Regions from separate parts of the Zea mays genome. Here region 2 is linked to region 1. A link is a contact called in public Hi-C data. All regions are on one chromosome and are shown on one strand. The core of a region is the stretch at or near the end of the contact, and the rest is flanking DNA. Distances in the headings are between cores, read along the strand shown.

Region 1 (6,523 bases), core at 1,964-4,463:
TAAAGCTAACCAGACATCCGCTTGTGAACCTGAGAAGACCACAGCTAATGGGCAACCAATTGTTCCTTGCGGCCTTATTGCTTGGAGCTTGTTTAATGATACATATAATTTCACTCGTGGTAATGAGAACTTGACAGTGGACAAGAAAGACATCTCCTGGAAGAGTGATAGGGAGCATAAATTTGGTAAAGATGTCTATCCGAGCAACTTCCAGAATGGTGCACTTAAAGGTGGAGCAACACTTAACCCAAAGATCCCGGTACGCGAACTTTTATCATGCATCTGCAACATCATATTTCTGCTAATGTCCATTGATTTCTTGTTCATGTGGATAAACAAAAGTATATGGGTAAGGAATATTTGTGGCAGTTATTCATGTAAGTTGAATGTTATGTGACAGTTGAGTGAGCAAGAGGACCTCATTGTTTGGATGCGGACCGCAGCACTTCCGACGTTCAGAAAGTTATATGGCAGACTATACTTTGACCTCAAGGAGAATGACACAATAACAGTGAGATTGAATAACAACTACAATACATATAGCTTTGGTGGCAAGAAAAAGCTGGTCCTCTCCACTGCAACCTGGCTTGGGGGGAAGAACGATTTTCTTGGCTTTGCATACCTTATAGTTGGTGGGCTCTGCATTTTCCTGGCATTTGCATTCACCTTGCTGTACTTCGTAAAACCAAGGTTAGTGACTTCTGATGATCTCTTGCAATGTCTTGGAAATAACTGTGTGCTGGATTTAGTCCGTGAACCCGCTATATATATGCACATGCTGTCCACTGCAATAGCCATACTGTGAACGTGATGCTTACTGTCAAGTAATCTGGGTTTAGCCTATCATGTTTATAGAAAACCTGTACACTGATTATGTCTGGTGCAGCCCATTTTATCTGTGCATCTTTTATTGTCAGTTAAAGGTTGAGGTAGCCCTGAGGGCTAAGGCTGTAGGCTGTGTGGGTACCTTCTATAAATTTTGGTGGACTAGAACTAGACAATCAGCTGTTCTGTTTTACTTTACTGACTTTGGTCCTTCACACTGCTCGTGTTGGGTATGTTATTCACTGTGGACTGTGGCCTGGCATGATCAAGGCTTGCACCATAAGAATGGTCGTTTTAGGACTTCTTTGTGATTGTTCTGCCAACCTTTACATTCCATTGACATCCTACACGAGTGGAAATGCTAATCAAATATGTGGCCTTCTGCAGGAAACTGGGAGACCACAACTACTTATCCTGGAACAGACGCTAGGATGTTTCGGAACACCAAGTGTCCGTACTACTCGAAATGTAGCTTGTATGAAATGAAATGCTCTGAACCAGAAATGTCGATGGGCATAAGCAAGCATGGTTCAGGAAAGAACTTCATGTATATTTTTTACGAAGGGGTCTAGGTGGCTACGTTATTTTTGTTTCTTGTGTTCTTTAGTGTAGCACTGAACAGGAGAATACCAATTGATCTCTATTAGCTTGCTTCGTGGTACAAGCACTCTAAATGGTTGACTGTGTGGTGTTGACGCTTTGGCTGCCGAAGAATACCAATTAATGATGTTGGTTGACTGTAATATCCTCAAGTGGGAACAGTACCAACTTCTGTATAAATTGATTACCGTGTGATGTTTGTTTCTCCACTACCATTATAGTACACGGGTGCCTATCATTGTCATCTATTCACGGTCAGAATGCCTTTCTACGTGCTATAATAATTAAAAACATAATCTACAACACTAGAGATGCATATGCGAGATTCGTTTTTATTGCTCCACACAGATGGTAGACTGGAAATCATGACTAGAAAACTTGGGATTCACTGCTTCGTCCTTTATTATTGTGCTCATGTTCAGATTCATTTCCACTTGCTCCTCTACTGCTCCACGCAGGTGAATGTAAGACAACTCGAGATCTTCGTAACATGACTCATGACACTGAGGTGATGTTTGGTTCAAAAAATGTAACGCAAATGGTAATGGTTTCGACTCGATTACTGGCGGTAACAAATTTGAATAGGCTGGTATCAAATTTTAGGGTGGTATTTGATTACGGTTGGACTAAAACAAACATGATTTAACGTTATCCGTTACCCATTACATTACAAATATATGAACCAAACGGCACCTGAAATATGCTACTCATGTTCTTCGCAACATGACTTATGACACTCAGATATGGTACTCGTGTTCAGCCACAGATGCTGCAACCAGAATAGTAGCTCAAGCTAATTACAGTAGCCAGTAGCCAAGAATCGTCACCAACCTCTCATCAGCATAAGTTGCTTTTGGACCTTCAGTCCATAGCTAGATAATATAAAGGAACACTCGTAGAATTAATGCATGGTTAAAGCCCCCATCTATAGCTTTTCGGACATTCTCTTCAGCACTCGTGCTGCCACTGTTTCCTCCTGTTCGTCATTCTGATCCTTGGTGAGCCACTCTTGAGTGGCGACAAGGTCCGGGAGCACCGTGGCGCCTGACTGCCTCCAGCTCTCAGCGTCGGCAGTCTTGAACCGGTCCAGGAGCAGCGCATGCATCCCGATGCTCCTAGCTGGGGTGTAGTCCTTCCGCATGCTGTCACCTATGTGGAGCGCTTCTTCCGGAGCGACGTTTCCTGCCATCTCCAGCGCTATCTTGTAAATTCTTGGGTCTGGCTTCTCAACGCCAACGACACCTGAGAACACCCCAAAGTCCCATTCGGAGCTCTAGTTGCAAACCGAGACATGCATTAGTATTTAGTAGACTACTGCATTCATACCACAAAGAAAGCATACTGCTATAGAAGCATGTAATGTAACTGTGACGTGTGATCCAGTGGATATTGCACCTGATTCAATCCTAAAGCTGGCAGGATTACATCTTTGTAGCGGTATTCTGCATTGCTGACGATGCCAACAGTGAGTCCCTTTTCGCGTGCCCACCTTAGGAAGGGCTGCGAATCAGGAAACGCCGAGTATGGCGCAGAGGAGCCAAATGCAGAATAAATGCGCCTGAAGACTTTCTCAAATGTCTCTTCATCATAATCATAGCCAGCCTGCAGTTTGAGAGATCAACTGAATCACTATGCCCTCTCAACATTAACAGGACACACCACTAATCCAGACAAGCTTCATACTTGTAAAATGGTATTTACCTTAACGAATGAATTCTTAACACATGTCCTCCACCATTCGATGTTCGGCATCTTAGCTGCAAATCCAAAGCAAGGGTACTGTCTTGCCATCTCAGTGTATGCAAGCTTGAAGCCCTCATGCATGCGGTTATAGTCAGGACATGGCATCCCAGCAGACTTTGCTGCCATACAGTAGTAATCCCCAAGGTGTCCTTTGTAAGCAATCAGTGTACCAGTAACATCCACGGTGATCAAGCGCAACTTTGAAAGTAGAGACATGCTTGACAGTAATCTGAACCGTGGTCCTTATATACAATCTATCTGCAAAGTCAGATAGCGAAAATTACGACCAAACCAACCGTTTTTGCAGAACCAGCAGAACAAGCGTTATAAAAATACAGTTGCAAAATTACTCTGAGCAGCAGCACCTGAGCTCATATATCATAGGCATGGAAGGTGCACTCAGAAATTAACTTTGCAATGGGATGCTCCTCCCTCTCTAGTCCCTCCCAAGTAATACCCGACATTTTTTCCCAGTGCCTTTTGCAATGGATGAAACATGGTATTTAAGTAAAAAAAACGCCAATCTGCTATATTACCAAAATGAGCGCTGCATCAGTGTCACAAAATTACTTTTATATATAGCTGAGCGGCAGAGTCTGAGCTCATTATATCATAGGCATGGAAGGTGCGCTCAGAAATTAACTTCGCAATCAGATGCTCCTCCATCCCTCCCTGCCAACTAATACTGGCATTTTTTTCATAAGGAAGCGATGCCTTTTGCAATGGATGAAACATTGGATTTAAGTCAAAAGGGCCAATCTCCTATATTACAAAAATGAGCGTTGCATAACACAGAAGTAAAATAGTGGCACCGCTCTACCAGGTGAAATGGCAAGAACTATACCACATTAAAAGAAAAACGTCTAGAAAACATGAAAAATGGGGAATAGAATGGAAGAACATGTTGGGCAATCATATTGTCAAAACATGAGTGAGGTGCTGATGTGGCATCTAGGATGAATGTATCGTCCCACTTGCACAGCAGACACAACCTACATGGGACATTTCCTCCCTACATTGGAGATAATGCAGTGAAACAAATTCAGCAGTGAACGCCAAGCAAAGCATCCCTTATCTCAGGAACCAGGCAGGAAGGGAGTAACAACGAATATTCTGTTTCTACCAAGAAACGCTCGAAACCACATGTAACTCCTAATTTGCAACATTTCTCTCTCATCAATTGTTACTAACACCTCCAGGCCATCTAATCTATCCTGGTTGAGATCCCCATTCATTTTATTTCACAAGAAAAGTAAGGCCATCACAGACCTGCTTGCTTAATGAGGACAAATAGCAAATCTCAACCATAAAGTGGCCGGAACAAATCCAAAATGCTCCATTACCTACCGAAGGATCGATGATTGGACCTCCCGTTGCCGGCAATGCCTGCAAGGAACAAAAGGAACACGAGATCCGGTCAGGCAACCAGCTGATGTTCAACTCGCAAGATCCTATCTTTCAGCGCGAGAACACGGCAAGAACCAACAAACGGAAACGCCAGAGATCGCTACCTCCCAAGCACGGCAGCTGTCCAAGTCCAACCCCAACGGGGGAAAAGTTGCGGCCTTGAAGCCTGAGATTTGAAGAAACCGGTTGAACCAGTGGGCGTGGGCTGAATAGCAGAAATCGAATCTCCCAATTCCTTGTCTATGAGTCCAGGGTTCGGGAGGTGGGATTTTGCTTGGTTTTTAGGTGGTTTAAGTACTGGGAGTGCGGAGTGGGGAGCGGAAATCTGTGGAATTGGGAACGGGATACCGGCGGTGCTGGTCCATGGTTTTGCTCATCGAATTTCAACAATACTTTATTGGAACTTTGGGCACAAAACAGACGATAGGTACACGTGTCCCCGCTGTTGTCCTAGTACTGGTAGTGAAAATTGCAAGGGGGTAGGCGTGCCATGTCACGAATAGACCGAAGGCTGTTTTTTCCGGAAAAAAAATTGCTGCAGCGGGCCTGCAAAGCAGGCTGTTTGCAGCCCCTCACAAAAAGGAGGATAAATCTAACCTGCAGGCTAATAACACAACTAAAATGTTATCTGGTGGATCTATAGATAGGATCTATCTTTATTTTTGTGAGAGGCTGCAAACAGTCTGGTTTGCAGCGGGACTGCAACAAAATTTTTTCCGGACTCCAATGGCGTATCTCCAGTGGCCGACTCGTGATCCGACGTAGGACTGGGTCGACTAATCGTAGTTTTCGGTTCGGTTTTTTTTGTTGTTTTTAAAGTTTGGCTTCTGGCGAATACTAACCGAAATTTTGCCTAGAAAAAGAAAAACAGAACATTCGGTTAACCACATAGTTTGGTTTGATTTTCGATTTAACAGAAAAAACCAAACTAGGATTTCTGTAGTAGCTTTGTTGGGTTTCGATACCCTGGCTGGCTGAGTTTAGACTTTCAGTGTACTCGAAAAAAAACAAATGGAATATAGGGAATTAGAAATAATAATAGCAACATAGAAAATTTGCTATATGAATTAGAAATAGTAGCATAGAAAAACTCAACTGAACATGACAAGAGTGGAACCATATATAAAATTTATAGCACTGCTCCTGAACACTAAATTTTTGCTTATATTATGAATAGCAGTATAGCACTGCTCCTACACGGCTACACCAGCTGACAGTCACATGAAACAGAGGACCCTGTGACCCCGATGACCCATGGCAGGGTGAAGTCCGATTGAGGGGAGGATGGTTAATTGGTTATGACCTGTGTGTGACTTAGCGACCGTGACTTCGTCTGAATGCGCAAGACCGAGGGTCCAAGGGTGCTCTCTGAGTCTCTAGCTCTCTACCTCTACGACTACGAGTCGTGCTGCTCTTGGGCTAGGCCCTAGCAGCGTGATACGGTGATGGGCTCAAATAGAAATACGAGATTCTAGACTCGTGGCTTAATAGTTTGGTTTTCGGTTTAAACCAAACTAAAAACCGAAAACCAAACTAAATTTTGGTTCCTAAAGAACGATAACCAAAAAATACAACGGTTTGGTCGATTTTGGTTTTTCGGTTTCGGTTCTGGTTTTTTGGTTTCGGTGTTTGGTTTTTATGCACATGCCTAATCCAACGTGCACTAAAGAGATCGAATAACGTCAAGGAAGCGAGAAGAACAGATGCATAGTTTGAGAGTCGATTCGTGGTGAAGAAAAGAACAGATCGACCCCACTTACCGCAACTGTTATTGTAGTTTTTCTAACCAATATGGAACTACAGAGACTCACTTTTACTAGAATGGAACTCATGAGGCTTGTCTTACTAGAATAGGACCGAGACAGACATATCTTTACTCTTTTAAGACCAATTAAGTTAACGAACTTGCTCCTCTCACATTGTTGTAGGCTTAAGAAATGACACGCAC
Region 2 (6,708 bases), core at 3,258-5,757, 770 kb after region 1:
ATATAAATAGCACAACAAGCAAGATCAAAGTAAGAATAAATTGACAGTTTCAAATATGTTGTTTGTTTTATTATAATGCATGAGTTCTGTCCTGGTCTCCTGGAAACCAATGGAACTTCAGTTTACATTGTATTAAAAAAATATTCATTTTGATGTGAAAACAACCACTATAGACATGGTTCTAGTCCAAAACCTAATAAACAATTGTCATCTACATAACAACTAAGTATATTTAAGGGGGAGGCCGTATCCCATATGATCCGATACATATACACTTTGGTTATGCGGTGGACACAAATCCACGCCATATGAAAACTCGGCCGAGGAGGGAAGACCGTCCTCCCGGTATTATATTAAGAAGAGACCGGAACAATGGTCCCGGCTGAGAAAATCCCTGAACCCTGACCCCCATCACTAACGGGCCAGCGTCAACCGTCCACTCTCTAATGGCCCAACCGGAAGGTGGCGCACAGGACATCGTAACCCGAGAGCGGATGAGGCACAACGAGGGGATTTTTTTAACCAAGCCTGAAAATTCGCCCATGAGGGGGATAGAACCCATGAATTGAAGGTGCTACTCGGAAGCCCTTAGCCACTAGGCTAGAGCCCCTTTAGCTATCAACACCATATGAAAAATAAAAAATAAAAAATGACTTCCGATACATGACACCCTGATTTCGGATACTGCCCAGTCCCAGTATGCCTTCCTTGCTGTTGCCCTAGCGGATGTACCAGAGACGTGCATGTATCGATCCCCGCCCTCTAGTCTGCGAGAGTGCTACAACCCACCACCTGCAATTTGCAGGCTGTATCACTTCTTGATGGTGAGCCAGCGAAGACTCGGCCAAGCTCCATGTGTTCTTCACTGGGTGCAATGGTCATTAACTCCATGCTCCACAGGGCAACCAAGGTGAACCTACGATCAGTCCCTCCACCATCTCCCTCGTTTTACCTCTCCCCATGCTCTCCACACAAGCTCCAAACAGCAGCAATAGCTACTGTGGCCTGCCATCCCTCCCTCTCGATGTCATGTATGTTAAGTTGCATGCATCAACCAAATCAACCTAAAAGATTAAGCTGTTAGGAGAAGGTAGGCAATCCACTTCCACTTATACAATTCAACACCCCCGCTCACGTACAGCCAGAGAGAAAGGCGCAAACGTGGAAATAAGGGGACAAAGGCACAAATAAAGCCTCTGCCAGGATTCAAACTTGAGACCTCTGGCTTTGATACCATGTTAAGTTGCATGCACCAACCAATTCAACCCAAAAGCTTAAAATGTTACGAGAAAGTAGGCAATCAAGTTATACACATCAACAATATCCATTAATAATAGTGGCCGAATTCTCCACTTCCAAAATAGAGACATGTGGCTTATATATCGGTAATTGTCCTGTACTTAAGTTGTAAAAGAGCAAAACTGCAACTGGTGGCAATTTCAATGTTTATTGTTTCCTTCTAGCCTGCTCCTAGTTTTAGCATTTTAATATGCAGTTATTTATTTATTTAAGAAATGTGTGTTGAGGCTTGGCAACCACGACGCACTATGGTCTTCCTCCTTCTGTGCTAGTGTTTCGATGTAGGCGTCGTCGTGTTCCCTTGGCCATGTGCGGCCCGTCTTGAGGAGTCGAAGTTGCTTGTCCCTTGTGTTGAGCTCGGCAACGTTGACTCTGGATGGGGGTGTCTGTGTGGTGGTGGTGGTAGTTGGGGGGCGGGAGATTATCGTTGTTTGAGCTGCTTGTGCACTCTGGGTGTGATTGGTTGCCCGAGCGGGCACGACCAGGCCCGGCGCGTGCTTTGACCACGCTTGAAACCATGATTGGTTACCTGTACTTAATCGGCGTAGCCTGCACAGGCGGACGCAGCCTAGGTAGGAAACGACCCATAACCCTGCATGGGCGGAGACGCGAGCGCGCGGCCTTCTCTACCGACCTAGGCTGGCTCACGCCAAGCACATCAGCAACCAACAACCAATCACGTCCTCTGTAGGTTTCAGGCCCGATTTTCCTTAAAACTGGGCCAATTCTATTATTCTTCTTAAATGAAAGGCAGAGCTCCTGCCATTATGTTCAAAAAAAGGAATGCTACAACATATCTACCTATCGGGCTTTGGGGAAAATGTCACATATGTGTATATGTATGCGCTCAATACCGATATCGGTATCCATGCTTCATAGCATAACAGGCAGCCTGGTTCTAAACAACTTCAGTAATGTAGTAACAACATTGATCAAACATAACAAAATCTAATTTCGCACAATTGGTTACAAGTCGTGAGAAATGGCTGAAGCTAAGGGTCTCTCCTTTCTTGCCGGTAGAACTTGACAAAAATCTAGAGACCCTTTGCTTTAGACTTCTTTAGGAGGGAATTCTTGTATCTGGGTCCATTTTGGACCTTCTTATTTCTTCTTAATATAATGATGCGCAGCTCTCCTGTACGTTGAGAGAGAAAAAAGTCGTTCGATCATGATTAAATCGGCCAAGTCGGACTGGAAGTAACGATTAGGGCTACTAGTCGTCCAATCGTCTGACTAATCAGCTTGTAATCATGATTATTGATTAGTCATCCGACTTGGAAAAGACAACGACCAGAATTAGTTTAGTTTTATTTGGGCTGCCTATTTTCGGCCTGACTATAAGGCATATGAAAACGGCAACCCCGCCCCCCTCTAAACCCTTCACGTAGCACACGACTCTTCAGTTCCTTGCACTGGCGGCTGGCTTCCCTCTCGCCCCCTCCTCTTCAGATCTGCCTGGCGGCTGCTGATCACCGGTGGTGGTTCATCCTCCATCTGTCCATCTCCATCATAAGCAATTCATTTGAAGGTCTGTACTAGTAACTGGTGATCAAAACTGCAAACGGTGGCAATTTCAATGTTTCTTGTTTCCTTCTAGGCTGCTCCTGGTTTTAGAATTTTATTTTGCACAGTTATTTATTTATTTAAGAAATGCTAAAACATCTGTGTATCTGTATCCGCTCGATACCAATATGCATTTCCGTATACATGCTTCATAGCATAACAGGCAACCTGGTTGTGAACAACTTCAGTAATGTAGTAACAACATTAAATCTAATTTTGCACAGATTTCACCTGAATTTAAATTTGTGATGCTAGAAAGGCAGTATGTAACCTGAATCGGTTAGTCAGAACCAATAGTTAGAGGTTAACTGGTTAAGCATCGGAAACAATACCACACCAGTCTGCAATTATGACTGTATAGCAGAGATCTTAAAACTGGTATAGTGGACTAGTGGTAAATGTGGCGGTGATGAAGAAGCAGCAAACTGCGACTTTGCATACTAATATTCCCATACGTTAGTGCTTACTTAATGTTGCATAAACCCCAGATCCCGATAGACTTAGGCACCCTGATAGACTTAGGCATGTTTATCCATTCCTAGATGCTCAAGCCATTGAGCAAGTCTTGCGTGCGCACGACCAGGAAGACTGGGCATCGTGCGCGCCATGGTGACACTCCACTGCATGGGACATGATCACCATTACCTCCAGCTTTGTAGCATGTTTAGTCACTGCATTGCATAATATAGGAGAAAAAACCAGAACAGCTGCAAGGCATTGCACAGCACAAGCTCTCAGTACACACACTCGCGTTTGTGTTCTTCCAGTTAGTGAACTTACGTTTGTGTTCTTCACTGCTTCAGAAACCTCACCACGGCTAACACTTAACAGCCAATTTCTAGCATATCGCAGTAGCAGTGAAATCTAAATTTGCAGACTTACCAATTCAATGTCAACTTTGTACACCGGTATCTTGGGATACTGGCTGCTCAGCTTTGATACTAAAGGTGCGATCGCCCTACCTGCAGTGCGGCACAATCACACAACAAAATTATGACACAAATGAATGAAGCCCTATACTTGGCAACGCTGGCATCAGAATGAGGCAGTACTTACATGGTCCACACCACACCGCCGTGTAGTAAAAGACAGCTGGTAGCTTTTCATCTGCAAGATCCACAGGGATCACAGTTCACAGCCAGTGAGGCACAAGAGAACGAACGAACCATCGAACCACCATGACCCAATTCGTCACCCAACACCAGACGTACCAAGGAGGCAAGGACTAACTAGCATCTAGCATGGTTTGGAAATGGGAGAGGAGGAAATCGGCGCCGTACCTTGCACCTTGGAAAAGATGCTGTTGAAGGAGTCCGCGGAGCCCACGACCACCATGCTTGAACCACCTGAAACAGCCAACCCAAAAAGCCGTAAGTCCCCGAGAGCCGCACGAAATGGAGAGGGGGGCATGGGCGAGACGAAAGGAGGATCGAGTCATCGAGAGGAATACTCGTGGAAGAGAAGAGGCGATGGGGGCCCGGAAAAGCGGGCGGCGATGACGACGAGAAGGAGGGGGCGAGGGGCGCGGGGTTAGGGTTCACGGCGAAGGGGAGGTGATGAGGTCTTGGGGCGGCGGAGGCGGATGCAGACGAGACGAGGGGAAAGAGGCGAGGGAGACGGCAGAGTCGGCGAGCCATACTGCAGAATGCGGACGTGGAGCGGTCGGCGCCGTTAAGGCCTGGACTCCTCGACGATTGGTCAACTGGGCCTCCACTACCGTTAAGGCCTGCTTCCACCGTCCAACTACTCTGAGCTCATGGGCCGAAGTAAATTGGATGGTGGTAGGGATGAAAGTGGTGTGGATATGTTTTCTATTTACAGTCATCTAGAGTCTCAAATATATATTTTAAAATTCATATATTTTGAGATTTAATTGTTTCAAAAAAATTAGACTATCTCTATTGATGGTACATCCTATACTAAAGTTGTAGCGCTTGATAAAATTTTAAACTTTATAGTTAAAGTTTTTTTTATCTGAGTTCGTTTAGTAGCCAAAAATATTTAATGCAAGATTACGGAACGTTGATACAAAACAATATCATTATATATGGACATAAATATGTGTGGGGTGCAAACGGTACAGATGAGGGAGCGTTGAATGATTAGCAGCCGTGTTAAGTTGGAAACTCGATTCAAGCGAAGGTTGCATTAACATGACCAACTAATCTTTATATATGCTCGGTTTACTGTGAACCGTACACTAGTTTAAACATGAAGTGGTAGCATGTCATCTATTTGACCATAGGATAATCAGGTGGAAGTCGGGCATGTCGATCTTCCCAATTTATCTCAGGCATGATGGTTACCTAGAAGTATTTGATGGACGACATTTTTTCTGCGCCACGGCCTTTCCTGCCGTCTGCTGGCCACCTCAAGCTAGCACAGATCAGCCACTGGCTAGTATAGATGTCCAAACAGAGTGCGGGCCGCCCGTTTAATTCGTGGCACGGCACAAATTTAGCCCGGTCCAAACACGGCCCGGCACGGCCCGTTTAGCGGGTCAGGTATGGGCAGATACGACGGTCCGCGTGATTTGGCCCGGCCCGGCACGATAAATAGGTCGGCTCAACGGCGGCCCGCGTATTTGAACACAAATGCAGTGTAGCGCAGGCTCAATTCAATTAAATGGGTCGGGACTGTTATTTCATATTTGTATATAAATACATACATTTAACAGATAAATATATACATTACTCAGCCTGCTAAATGATCAATACTAAATACGCAGAACAAATGCATGAGAACAGTCCAGCCAAACATAATATAAATGCATTGATAAATACATACATTTAATTCTCTCATAATATATAAATATTGATACATTTAATTCTAAGCAGAATAAATGCATACATAAATACAGACGCAGGCTGAGTGATCATTTCATATTTGTATTAATATGATATTATCTTGTGAATTGATAAATGAATTTTGTTGTCTTAATATATGTAAATAATATGTTATGATATATGATTAATTCTGTTAAATATATGTATTTATATACTGCTCTACTGTTGGTTCGGGCCAGTGGCCGGCCCGGTACGTTGAGGCCCACCGGACCAACGGGCCGGCCCAGCACGATTTTTCCCTTTGCGTGCCGGGTTTGGGCATGTTCCTAGGCACGTGGGCCAGCCCGACCCAGTCCGAAGCATCAACGGGTCGTGCCTAGCCCGACCCTATTTGTACCGGGCCGAAACAGGTCCGTGTCGGGTCCGTGCCGGGTGGCCCGTCTAGACATCTATACTGGCGAGTACAAATTATCATGGAGTCTCCATAAACTGCAGTACAGATGGGAGCAGCTGGCCATATGCTGATCAGATCAACTAGTACTACTACGACGATGAAGCAGCTCTCCATTGCACTGCGGCACACCCACCATTATTAGAGATGGCAACGGGTATAAACCCGCCGGGTTTTGCTATCCCAAACTCGTACCCGTGAAAAATATTTACACCCATTAAAAAACCCATACCCATGACGGGTTTGAAATTTTGCCCAAAACCGTACCCATCGGGTTTGCGGGTACCCACGGGTTACCCGCGGGTTTTTATCTCCAATATGCTTATTCTTTTTATAATCAATAAGTATCGTAATGATTAATGAGATCGTGGTCCAAAATTTATGTAATGGACGAGTTCATGATTTGGTATAAAAAATATTTGTAGAGAGAATTAAATACAAATAATTAGTTGTATAATCAAGTTACCTTACACTAAGTTATACATCCACCACATATATAACGCTAGTAATAACTATAATAGCAAGCAAGCAACACTATCACCAACTACTTATACATTCACTATTTGATAAAAATTAGGAAGTAAATAAGTAGATAACAAGTTTGTTGTT

What was found. A called contact is a pair of places that touch in the nucleus more often than the background predicts.
Region 2: a Hi-C map of ear shows a contact between it and region 1, with 2.2 times the contacts expected there. The contact joins the promoter of LOC100283185 here to the promoter of LOC100381841 in region 1. A contact is called at or near these places in 2 of 25 Hi-C or Micro-C datasets (ear and tassel).

What each region holds. Positions count from the first base shown.
Region 1 is chr9:114,158,741-114,165,263 of Zm-B73-REFERENCE-NAM-5.0, forward strand. It overlaps LOC100381841, which reads right to left and starts at 3,214. Exons shown (of 3, transcript NM_001174632.1): 1 at 3,127-3,214; 2 at 2,821-3,027; 3 at 2,121-2,698. The coding sequence starts at 3,177. The coding sequence ends at 2,351. It overlaps LOC100283092 (cell division control protein 50), which reads left to right. Exons shown (of 8, transcript NM_001155994.2): 6 at 1-259; 7 at 401-690; 8 at 1,213-1,683. The coding sequence ends at 1,255.
Region 2 is chr9:114,922,624-114,929,331 of Zm-B73-REFERENCE-NAM-5.0, forward strand. LOC100283185 reads right to left here and starts at 4,508. Exons shown (of 7, transcript NM_001156087.1): 1 at 4,313-4,508; 2 at 4,143-4,208; 3 at 3,919-3,969; 4 at 3,745-3,824. The coding sequence starts at 4,499.